2 separate regions of the Mus musculus genome follow, and region 1 is linked to region 2. A link is a contact called in public HiChIP or PLAC-seq data. All regions are on one chromosome and are shown on one strand. The core of a region is the stretch at or near the end of the contact, and the rest is flanking DNA. Distances in the headings are between cores, read along the strand shown.

What was found. HiChIP or PLAC-seq counts read pairs in DNA pulled down with a chosen protein or histone mark.
Region 1: an H3K27ac HiChIP or PLAC-seq map of heart atrium shows a contact between it and region 2, with 10 times the contacts expected there. The contact joins the enhancer-like site here to the promoter of B230110C06Rik in region 2. A contact is called at or near these places in 3 of 39 promoter capture datasets (cranial neural crest, liver and stem cell-derived epiblast-like cells), 3 of 115 datasets of contacts at active chromatin or transcription factors (craniofacial prominence, embryonic stem cells and heart atrium) and 3 of 9 other capture datasets (adipose tissue, embryonic stem cells and liver).

What each region holds. Positions count from the first base shown.
Region 1 is chr14:15,720,878-15,726,757 of GRCm38.p6, forward strand. No RefSeq gene overlaps it. Among named protein-coding and RNA genes, the nearest start is that of Gm31804, 51 kb to the right of the region's middle. Within about 2 kb of position 1,469, at least 4 of the 459 cell types and tissues checked have an H3K27ac peak or open chromatin away from gene starts, as enhancers often do. A contact at or near this core is called in heart atrium, where this site is marked.
Region 2 is chr14:15,434,841-15,440,904 of GRCm38.p6, forward strand. It overlaps B230110C06Rik (RIKEN cDNA B230110C06 gene), which reads left to right and starts at 2,783. Exons shown (of 3, transcript NR_152122.1): 1 at 2,783-2,903. It overlaps Lrrc3b (leucine rich repeat containing 3B), which reads right to left and starts at 4,147. Exons shown (of 2, transcript NM_146052.4): 1 at 3,733-4,147.

The sequences.
Region 1 (5,880 bases), core at 219-2,718, 280 kb after region 2:
CTCCTCTGCAGCCTCTCTCTTAGATTTTCCAGGGGGGGGAAATTACTCATTCCAGTTACTCTGCAATGTGAAATAAATAGGAATCTGTACCTGGGCAAGTGGAATGCAGGGATCATTGCTCTTTCTTTGTAATTTAGCTTTCTTGCATTTGTTATACAGGGAAACACTGGGCTTTTTATGAATGTCACTGCAGAAAGCTTGCAGAGTTTCAAAGGATAAGGCTGAAATTCTTATTGGTGATATAGTGTCCCACAATGAACTTGAGCAGTCCATCATTTCTTTTCCTAGAGTCCCTGTTCTCTCACAAGTTAAATGTAAGAAAAATAAGGAAGTCATTCTTCCTTTCATTTTTGCTTATTCACTGTCGTGAATGTACACATTTCATGCGTAGAATACAATGATTCATAGCTGACACACAAACATGGAGTTTGTCCATCGCCAATAATATTGCCTTGTCCTACGTGGTCAGTTTTATTGGTCAGTTCTATCTCTGGAAAAGGTGATTGGAGATATTTTCTAGATAATATTCAGGAGTCCTCTTATTTACCTAGCATCTCAAGTTGGCAGCCAAGCTGAAAGTTAACTCTGGAATTGCAACTCATAGCTCTGTTTTCTACATGCCAAGTGGTGTGGATGGGGGATGTGTGTGGCTTTCATACCCATGTAGGAGGGTAGACATGCATTGCTTCTATCCTGATGAGAAAGAGTGGACACAGCATCTTATCCTCATGTGGGAAGATGGACACATGTGGCTCTCATCTCCATGTGTGAAACTTTACATACATGAGTATCATCTCCACATTGAACACTACACACATCTGTCTCCCATCGCCATGTGGGAAGGAGGATACAGAGATCCTGTCCCATGACAGAGTAGAAGGTGGATGTGAGTGGTTGTCCTCAATTCCCCAATCAGTTGTTTGTGTGTTGTCAAGCTTTGTGCAAGTAGAACTATTGCAGATACAGTAATTTGTCTTTACCCTCTTTGCTCAAGTAGTTTTCATGGATTTTATTGAAAATAAAATAATGTAAATATGAAAGTAAATATTCACCCAGACACTTTTAAAGTATGAATGAATCAAAAAAGATCAGTTGAGGGCTCTAAAATTTCCATCTCTCCCAATACTACACAATAGGTTAAATAATTTTCTCCTATTGAGAGGCCTGACTCTAGTGACATTTTCCACTATGATTTCAATTGTGTTATTAAGATATCAACAAGAAATAACACAGACTAATTTTCTCAGAGTCAGACAGTTTTAACTAATAATAAGACTATTTTTTTTTTTTTGGCCTGAAGAGGTACCCATCATTCATGGTTATCATGTCTGATGAGAAGGTTCTTAGAAAGCAATAGGATCCTGTATTGCCACTGTCACTAGGCAACATGGAATAAACAGCTCTTGAAGATGCAGCCAGACTATTTTAGAATCATTCATATTCTGTAAACATGCTTAGCGTAGAGAGAAAGATGACTCAGGCACAGTGACAATGATGGTTTATTTCCAGTCATAGCAATAACTGGAGCATTGAGGTTATGACAATGGATCACAAAGCAGTGACCCAGGCCTGAAATGAAAATACTTGAACTGGCCAAGATCCAATGGCCAGTATGAAGCAGATAATTGAGACAACTGTTCAGCATATTCAGGCACTAAACATAGATGGGTAACAGACTATTCAGCAGCAGTGGTTCTCCTGCATCATAACTATGACACTTGATTGCTTGTCTGTGGCTATTCATTTCAGTTACATATGAATAAAAATATTTTTGGTGCTTTTTCACATTAAATAGCCACTTCAGCTTCAACATCATGGAGACTAAGGGACATGTACAATATTGTTTACACATATGCTATATTAAAATTCTGGTAGAAACTAAAGAAATTTGAGGAAATCTAATCTTTAACATTAAGGTCAAGGCAAACACACTCAGAAGTAAATTCTTTTTGCTTTACCTGCCTATTAATGGTAGGTTAGCTGAGAGCTAGTCCTATGAGGTGTCATGTATTATATTGAATGGTTAAGTGTCAAAATAAAATGCATTTCAAGTTTGTTAGCACCACTGGCAATTTAGAAGTAGGGACTGCTGGGCCCTACTTCTAGCTTAAACCCATTGTTAAGTGTACCACACCAATTAGTCTCTTTCTTAAATTGAGTTTCTTTTCAGAATGAACTTGTTTGTGTACAAACCAGGATAGCACTGGCATTTACTTGCTAACATTTAAATGATCAGATCCAGAAGGGCATGAAAAATCTACCTCCCATCACTATGTATGTTTGTCCAAACACACCCAGCCTGAAACTCAACTTTACAAATTTATGTTAAAAGAAAGTGAAACTTAGGGTCACTGTGTTTGAACAATATTTGAAAAATGTATAGTAATTCAAAAAGCATTTACTTGCACACATTCTATGTTTTTTGTTTGTTTATTTGTTTGTTTGTTTAAAACATCTTTAAGCTTACCACAAAATAATATATTTCCTAACAAGGAAGTAATAACAGTACATGGAAAACAAAATGCAGTCCTATGCAACATGGCAGAAATCTGGTTAAAATAGATTTAAGATTCCACCTTATACCAATCAGAATGGCTAAGATCAAAACTCAGGTATCAGCACATGTTGGCAAGAATGTGGAGGAAGAGAAACACTCCTCCATTGCTGGTGGGAGTACAAACTGGTACAACCACTCTAGAAATCAATCTAGCTGTTCCTCAGAAAATTGAAAATAGATCTACCTGAAGACCCAGCTATACTACTCCTGTGCATATACCCAAAATATACCCTGCAATGCCACAAAGGAACATGCTCCATTATGTTCATTGTGGCCTTATTTGTGATAGCCAGAGGCTGGAAACAATGGAAAAATGGATACAGAGAATGTGGTTCATTTACACAATGGAATATTGTTCAGCTATTAAGAATGAGGGCATTACGAATTTTGCAGGCAAACGGATGGAACTAGAAAGTATTGAAAGACCCACAACGTGAGGACTCCTTCACATTCTGACTCAGGAGAGGCGACACCCCAAATCACTCAGGAGAAACGGTCTTGCTGCAAACTGCAAGAGGACTTTTATTCAAGAGCGCTCTCAGGCCCACAGTCAGGGGTAGAGGGCCATGGCCCACTGAGTAGCTGGGTAAGAGGGTATTTAAAGGAAGAAACCACAACTCAAGGAGGTGGGAGGGCATTGTTGGAAAATACCAAAAATACCAGTTAAGAGTCACAAGGAAGTGCAAAGTCACAAGAGTCACAAGGAATACCTGGTAATTGTGCAGGTTATTTCTCAAGACAGTTTCTAAGTGCCCCTAACAATAGCCCATTTGCATAGCAGGTTCTAGCAAAGGTCAGGGTGGGTCAGGTTGACTTTCTTTGAATGAACACCCCTTGAACCCAGGAAGCCGGTGGGTGGAGGAATGTCGCTATCTGTTTTATGATTAGCATACCTTGGAGCATTGAGTCATAGAGGTCACATTCTCAAGCCTGGGCCTAAAGGCCTAGAATTTTGTTTTTATGTTATATTTTTTCAGAATCATTTGGAATGAGATATCTCTGACCAAAAAAGGACATGCATGGTATGTACTCACTAGTAAGTGGATATTAGCCCAAGTGAGGATGCTTCAATCCCTCTTTGGAGGGAGAAAAATTAATGCAGCCAGCAGGTAGAGGAAGAGAGGGATCTGTGTGGGAGAAAGGAGGGGGAGGGGCAGGGGAAAAGGAGAACATGATCAGGTATTGCAGGGATTGGGGGGGGGGGGGCATGAGTGAAGCCCCGGGGGACAGAAGAATGAATAGAAATATACAACCTAGGATCATGGGAGTTGGGGACCCTCTAGACCTGGGAGGTGAGAGAATATTAAGACTCAAAGAGAGGAACTTTAGATGAAATGCCCAACAATGGGGAGAGAGACCTTGTAGAATCCACCTTCAGTAGAAAGACAGGGCATCAGTTAGAGGTTGCCACGTCACAGTCAAAAATTCTGACCCAGAACTGTTCCTGTCTAAAAGAACTCCAGGGAGAAAAATGGAGAAGAGACGGAAAAGTGACTGGCCTGAGTTAGGATCGAGGCCCAACAAGCAGCTGACTGAGGCAGAAGCCAATACTTGCACCCAACCAGTGGTATGAATTAGGGAAAGGCTGAAAGAAGTTGTGGAGGAGTGCAACCAGCAGTCTCAACAAATCTAGACCCCTGAAATCTCTTTATACTGAGCTACCAACCAGGCAGCATACACTTACAATTACAGCAATTACAGCAACAATATACAACAGAGGACTGTCTGGTCTGGCCTCAATGAGAGAATATGCACTTAACTCTTTAGAGACTTGAAGCTCCAAGGAATGAGGAGGCCTGGAATGGAAGGTGGGTGTAGGAACATCCTCTGGAGACAAGGAGGAGGAGGAATGAGATGAGGAACTGTCAGAGGGCGGAACGAGAGGGGGATAATGACTAGACTACAAAAAGATTAAAAATTTTTTAAAAAAGTGTTTGTCATGTGTATTTAGTCAAAGTTGGTAGAATGTTGCAGTTCTACCTATTCATGAAAAACTGAAGCCTGGTTCTCCCAATGAAACTCTTCTAGGAGAGTTGACAGAATTTTATGGAACAACAGATTAATAAGCACATGGTACAGCCACAAAATGGAGTCTTACTCTGTGGTGTTAAGCACAACAGCCTTGCATAGATAACCATAAATGCATTATGCTTAGAGACGAAACCAGGCCTGAAACAAAATACACTCTATCATTCCATTTACAAGTTACTACAGAAACTGGAAAGTCATGAACAGTGCAGAAACCAGCTCAATAACTGTCAGAACACAGTCCAAGAATGGAATTTTGCAAGAATTCTGAGTGCTGTGAGAAAACTCCATGAAAACAAGTCAAGCATTTTGCAACCTCAGTTTCTTCAAAAACATGGAATTTTTCTTGGAATATGTTTTTAGACCCCTCCCAGGTATAGTAGGTAGGAGTGGGTTTACTTCAGCTACTATTATTCATATGCCTCTATGGAAAAACATGATTTTGCCATGAATGACTTGTCCTTGTGACTAAACACCTTATTCACACAATTCTTCTTAACCCATGGAATATAAATTGCCTCATGTTCTAAATAACGTTGGCTATCATATGAGACATTAATCTGTCTCAACCTTAGGCCCAGCTTTCCCAGTTTCACCAACTAAAGCAGAATACACACAACAACTTGAGTAGAGAATTGATTTCGAAGAGAATGAGCTTGTGGAGTGGTGAATGAGCAATATCCTGTACCTTGAAGACTGGGTGCACAAGGACGCACACATGCAAACACTCACCAAGCAGTGCATTCGAAAGAGAGAATTTTATCTTATGCAAATTGCACCTTAATAAGCTGATTAAAATCTAGCTAAGAGAGGTTCATTAAAGTTATGAACTACTGTTAGAGTAATCAAAGAGGTAGTATAAGATCTTATCATTAAAAATAGACATTGATTATAGAATGAGAAAGAAATTACTAAATATATTGCTGTGGTGTAGGAAAAACCCAAGCAGAGGATGCAAAAACACGCAGAGCCAGCCTCACTGAGAGTTCATCATGGCCACCAAGACCAATTCCTGGCAAGAAAGTGATTCTACATGCATCACATGCAGAACTGACCTCATGCTTATTTCCCCCTCTCTGCATAATGCTTATAAAATTATCCATGCTTGGTACTGGTATAGAGACAGACAAGTAGACCAATGGAATAGAATTGAAGACCCAGAAATGAACCCACACACCTATGGTCACTTGATCTTCGACAAGGGAGCTAAAACCATCCAGTGGAAGAAAGACAGCATTTTCAACAATTGGTGCTGGCACAACTGGTTGTTATCATGTAGAAGAATGCGAATTGAT
Region 2 (6,064 bases), core at 1,533-4,032:
TCAATAGGACGTCATCCTAGAGTGATGACCTCAGAGCAAAGAGATGAAATACTCCTAACACCCAGAATCCCACTCCACAAAACTTCTTAGAGGGCTACAGACTCTCTAGTGGCTGGGAAGTACTCTCTGTGGAAGGGGCTCAGTGAGTGGAGGAGTATTTGACTCCTGAGGACAGCAGCAAACTTAGAATTATGCCAGTGCTGAGGTCGAATGCAGTGGCTATCAGGGAGAGAAGTCCACCAATGCATTTGGCTGAGTAAATAAGGCCTTTCGCTTTATATTCTGCATTTTCTCAACTTTAGCAAATGATTGTGAGCAGGATAAAACAGAACTATTCAAACTTGATAAGGCTTTTCAGAAATGGCTGATAATCCATTTAATCTTATTTAGAGTCATTAAAGATTTGCATGGTTAGTTGATTTTTGTTGCTTTGAAGGCTTATAAGTAGTCTACTGCATTTGTATTCCCAGATCCAGGTTTGTGGTGACTTGTTCATTGTTTTCTACTTAATCAGGTAATGCTGATTAAAGGGATTTTTATGGAAAAGTAAGAAAAACTACCTTTTTTTAAAAATAAGGAAGTTATTTTCCTTCAGTATTTTTAAGATGCTGAATAACATCAGAAGTAGGCATGTATTTATGTATAAGCAAAGTTCACTGGACCCAGGTATCAAAGACAATGGTTCCCACATTACTAATCTACTACATCACTGAGGGGCCTTACTCCATGCCAGTGGGCCTCCTCAGGAGAGGCGGCAGGCTCTGGCTTCCCAGTTAGTGCTATGTCCTCATCCACCCTCCAGAAGGACATTCTACTGCTACTCCAAATGCCTTTTGAGCACAAAGCAGATCACACACAGGTCTCCATCTCTGTCTCTTCCTGAATTAAAAAACAATCTGCTAACAGGTTGAAAGGAAACGCTCAACAACAACAGCTGGCTTCTTAGACTGGGTTCCAGTGCACTCCAAGAGACTCTGACTCTGGAGACACGCAGCATTGGCCCCCATACCCTAGATTCTACTGGCATGTGTCCCTGGGCTTAGACTAAAGCAGAAGGGGCCTCATCCACTCACCTCTCCCCCGTGGACAGCCTTTACTACAAAATCTGCTTATGAGTTTGAGGCACACAGCTTGCCCACTATAGGAACCAGCCCTTCTATGTACTGGCTTTCTCCATGATTTTGTTCCCACTTATACAAACCTATAAGACCACTTTCATGGCTATTGTGTCAATTAAAGGTAACACAAGCACATACAATACCCATAATAGCATCTGGCCCTGCATGCAGAACCAACCCAAGCAATGTTAGAAGGCACTGCTATCACTCATGTCTCCCCCACAAGGTTCAACTACTGGCCCAAGCCACTCAGAGAGGTTTTGACTCATTCTCTCAAATTCCCACGAGATTCTACCCTATTTCCTCAAAAAGCAGGAGAGCACAAATCCAGGTTAGAAACTCCCAGAAACCTGTCAGAGTGGGGTCCTACCTCAGATATCCGGGAATATTAGAAGAAGCTGCGTGCTGTGCTGTCACTTGCGAGGAGGTCTGGCTGGTGAAGGCATGGTCACTTTTTGTGCCCCAGAAATGCATCAGAAGCTTGTGTGGAGGGTATCCCCATTCTTGGTTGTACAGCTTTCTGTTTTGAAGCAAGGAGCTAGCTGCCCCAGGTATGCCTGGGTGTGGGAGTGACCGTGATAGAATTCCTCCAAGGGCCTTGGTAGTACACCTCTCTTCTAGAAGGCTCTGACTAAGCCTAACCAAATGATTCCAATTCTGCTTTTCCCCAGTTAGAGCAGAATAGGGGAGACAATCACAGGGCAACCTAGGAAAGATTATTCTATAAAAAGCCAGAATATGAGAAGTTTATGCAAGGAGAACCTGAGAACTGTCCATAGCCTGCACCAGCGCAGCCGCCAAACGCTTCTCCACTAGGCTAGGTAGGGACTAGACGTGCAGGGCCCTCAATCACAAGTGTCCCTGGATATGGGGTGAAGAGAACTATGTGCCTCCTCTCCCATACATGGTGATGTGTTCCCCACCAGGAGAGAGAGAGAGAGAGAGAGAGAGAGAGAGAGAGAGAGAGAGAGAGAGAGAACCCTTTCTTTACAATATGCACACTAGGCCTCTTCCCAAAAGTGGTCTTGAAGACCAGATGGCTTGGGTGCAAAGGTGGATCTCTGCATCTGCCAAACCATCAGAAACGACCAGGACGATATATCTGGGGAGTTGGTAAGTTAATATAGACCCACCTCTGATTCCAGATACCAGGCCGAGAAGCTAGGTCTTCCCTCACTGGAGGAGCTGTGCACACCCCCTTCTGTTTCTCCACACATCCTCCAGCTTTAAGCTAAAGATCTTTCCTAACCCAGCTAAGGGCTCCCCCCACTCCCTTCTCTCCTCAGCCTAGGTGCAAACCTTGAAGCCTCAAGGGGAAGCTGTCTCCCAGATCAGCCTCTGCCCTGGATTCTTCTCTGGATTGTTGGGACCCCAGCCTATCTGCTGACACCTGGGGACTCGCCTTAGTTTCTCACACATATACCCCTGGGGATCAGGCCAAAAGTCCCCTTCCCATTCCAGAATATACACATCCTTAACGCCCTAGTGCTGTCAGAGAAGGTGGGCGTAGATTTACAACCCGGTGGTGGAGATGAAGGGGTGTAGGAGCAAGCGGGTGCCGGAGAGGAGAGGGGCTGTGATCCTCTTAGAGCCAGGGACAGCGTCCTCGGTCCATTATCTGAACATTCAGTCACCGCCCAAGATGCCAACGCAATCAGAACAGAGCCGAGAGGTTTGTTTGTTCCTGGCGAGGGAGCTCTTTCTAACCTAGGCAGAAGCAGCCAGCCTTCTGAAATACCCCGGGGCAGGAATCCCAGGGCTGCTTCCCACCTCCGGACTTCTCAGGTACCTAGCCCCTCTCCCTGGCCCCTCACCTGGGCCAGCGCCCCCACCCCCAAACAGACTTCAATCTCTTTTCCAAATCCTCTTCAGTGGCCACGCTGAGGTGCCCCATCGCCTACATTAGCAGAGCCTTTCCGTCCCCCCTCACCCATTGGCAGATCTCATCCTCTGCTGCCTCCGGCAACCTCAAGAGGGATTTTTCCTCCCCAAATCACTTACTTCACCCATCCAGATCAGCACTTGTATTTCCCGTAGCACATAACCATAACCGAAAGCCACTCCGAGGATTTTTATTATCGATTTGGGGGTGGCAGGATCGAGCGATCTGACCCTCACCGCTCTTGAAGACATTAACAGTGGCATTAAGTTCCACCTCCCCTGGTTAGCCCTACCCCTTCCCATCTGCGACAGGCAAGAGAAGCACTACTAGATCCTAAGCCCTTGCCTCTGAATCCGGAGCTGTAGGAAGCAAAAAGTCGAACTGCAAGAACACAGTGAGAGAAATGGGCAGATGCCTTAAGGCTAGGGTAGCTGGGGGAAGGGCGCACGCGAGAACTGAACAGATACCGCACCAGGTGAGAACCAGGAAGGGAGGGTCACAAAAGTTTGCAGACTGCTGCAAGGCACCTGGTTGCACAAGAGCGAAAAGGGTCGACTTCCCTTCTCCAGGCAGGGTCTCTCCAAAGATCTGTGTCAAAAAGACCTGGAGGTTTGGCTCCACACGGCTCAGAACTGCGGTGACCATTCTCTGCTTCCCAGAGAGATGGCCTAAGCACCCTGACTGGGAGCTGAGCCCGCGCTCTGCATAAAGCAACAGGCGGCTGCACCTTACCTTGCGCCAGTCCTGGGTTGGGATGGCTGCTCCATCCTCGTGGCGCAGGGAGGAGGCGTTTGATGCATAAGCCTAGGGGTGTGCGTGCTGCTAGCTCCAGCCGACTGCAAACTGGACTACCCTCCCTGACCCGGCCCGCCGGCCGGGCTCCGCTCCGGAGCGACCGCCGCGGCGGCGTGAATGCGCTGTGGCCGGGGCGCAGGACGCAGGCGGTGCGTGGCGCGGCTGGCGTCTTTGCGCGCTGCCACCGAGTGAGGGTGCGGCCCTGGGCTGCCGTGTGGGGCACGACTTGGCTTTTACTGCTGCGGCGGCCGCTGCAGACCCTGTGCGGGGCGCCGGAACCTCACTGGAGGAGGAGACAAAGATGCGAGGGAGGCAGAAAGCTACTCGCCAACGTGCAGGCGGCTCAGTCACTAGAGGGGACTCGCCTCCAAACCTGGACTGGGAATGGAGGAGGGGCGAGGCTTCAGGGACGAGCTAGAGCGAGTGAACGTGACTGGTGGAGCTGGCTATCACCTAACTGGCACTGCTCTTCTGCCTCCTAGCTGGAGATCCTGAATAAGGAGGGGAGGAGTTTCATTCAGCCTTTGCTGGAGAAGCAGAGCTGAGCTAGGAACATTAGTTAGCCTCCTCCTCCTCTCTTGCTTCCTCTTGCCCAGTTCCAGGACATGTTGCTATGGCCCCATTCTTTCTTCCATTTCCTGACTACTGAGACCAGAGGGAACTGTTTAGCCTAGGTCCATTGCTGTCAACGGGGAGGAAAAGCAAACATTTTTAATTAACTAAAAATGACTTACTGGGTGCACAGGGCAAGAGTCAGGCACACTGCAGCTAGCAGCTAGAACAAACCCATTCCAGATGGGGACTCACCAGAAAGTCTTTATCATTTGGTGACCTCTATCAAGCATATTAAAGCTTGCAGCATTTCCCCATTTGCAACGATGCTGTTTTATGCAGGTTTAGAAGTATGCTGGGTCTGGCCACATTGCAAAACTGTAAACCACTGAGTCCCCCCAGCAGCTGTGATTTGTCTAGCAGCTCCACATTATACACCTTTATATTCTATGACTTGTATTTCTAACATTTCACAATATGATTTTATTAGTCTGGATTTGAATTGTCATCACTTTTCAACACTTTTAAACTGAGAAATCAGGACCTAGAAATAAATATATATGAATAGCAGGTATGTAATTTGGTCTAATTACTCAAAGGAAAACTTGGCATTCCCATTGAAAGTATAAAATTTGTCTGTAATACTGTGCCAGTGATTCTACTTCTCACAAGTCAGGAAATAACTGAGAACATCCACAAAATTTATCTGAAGAGATGCTCACTAGACTGCTGTATAAGCAATGGAAGGTTGTATAAGCAATGGAAGGTTGGAAGAGAGTACAAGATGAATAGTGAAACATTTCATAGGAATATACAATAAAATATCACATATTGAACTGTTATAGATGACCTCCGCCGTGGGTAATCGGTGTAAGTTTATCTAAAGAGTTCCAGAGCTCAAGATGAAACCCGACATAATCTCACAGAGCTGGCTTGCATCCAAGTCTTTCCAACTGTTGATTATGCTATCCTACATTTGAATCTTTGGTTGATGCTGTGTTTTAAATGAAATAGCACTTGTGGAGCACTCACCTCTTAGTAATGTCCATAAGGCATAAATTTGGTTCAACTTAAGACAAATGTCTGACTATGGCTCAGATAAACTATACAGTAGCTTTCTGGTTTGGTTGGTTCGTCAAGTTGTCAACTTGACTTGCTGAATGTTGGTATCACCCATGCTATAAAAAGGATAAATGACAGGCCCTAGAGTTTGTCACCTCTGTTATAAACTTAGATTTGTTTTGTAGCAACCAGAAATCAAGTCCGGCTCAGCAAAGGATGTTCTTTAATATGAGAAGCTGATTGGTTGTTTCCTCTGCTTCTGCTGATGTCCAATTAAAAGAATGAAACCGGAGAAAGATAGCTTCTTGGAAGCCCTACTTATAATCTAATTAGTGAACCAGAGAGAGAACTTAGCATCTCTGACCTTCATGCTAACCTTCAGGGCCTTTCTGCTTCAGAGGTAAATGGCATTTACTGATGTTTTCTGTTTAACTTCCTTTAGAAATGGAGTGAATTGTTTCACATTCAGTATGTCATAGAATCCTTTGCATATAGAAGAAATTCCTTCAGTTATGCCCTGCATTCTCAATTGAAACATCTCTACAATAGTTCGATGCCTTCCTCTCAAGTGGGGCTGCATTTCTCAAATTCAGATTGGTGCCTGAAGCCCTGTTATCTATAGAATGTTTTAAAATTAAGATATGAAGATGTTGAT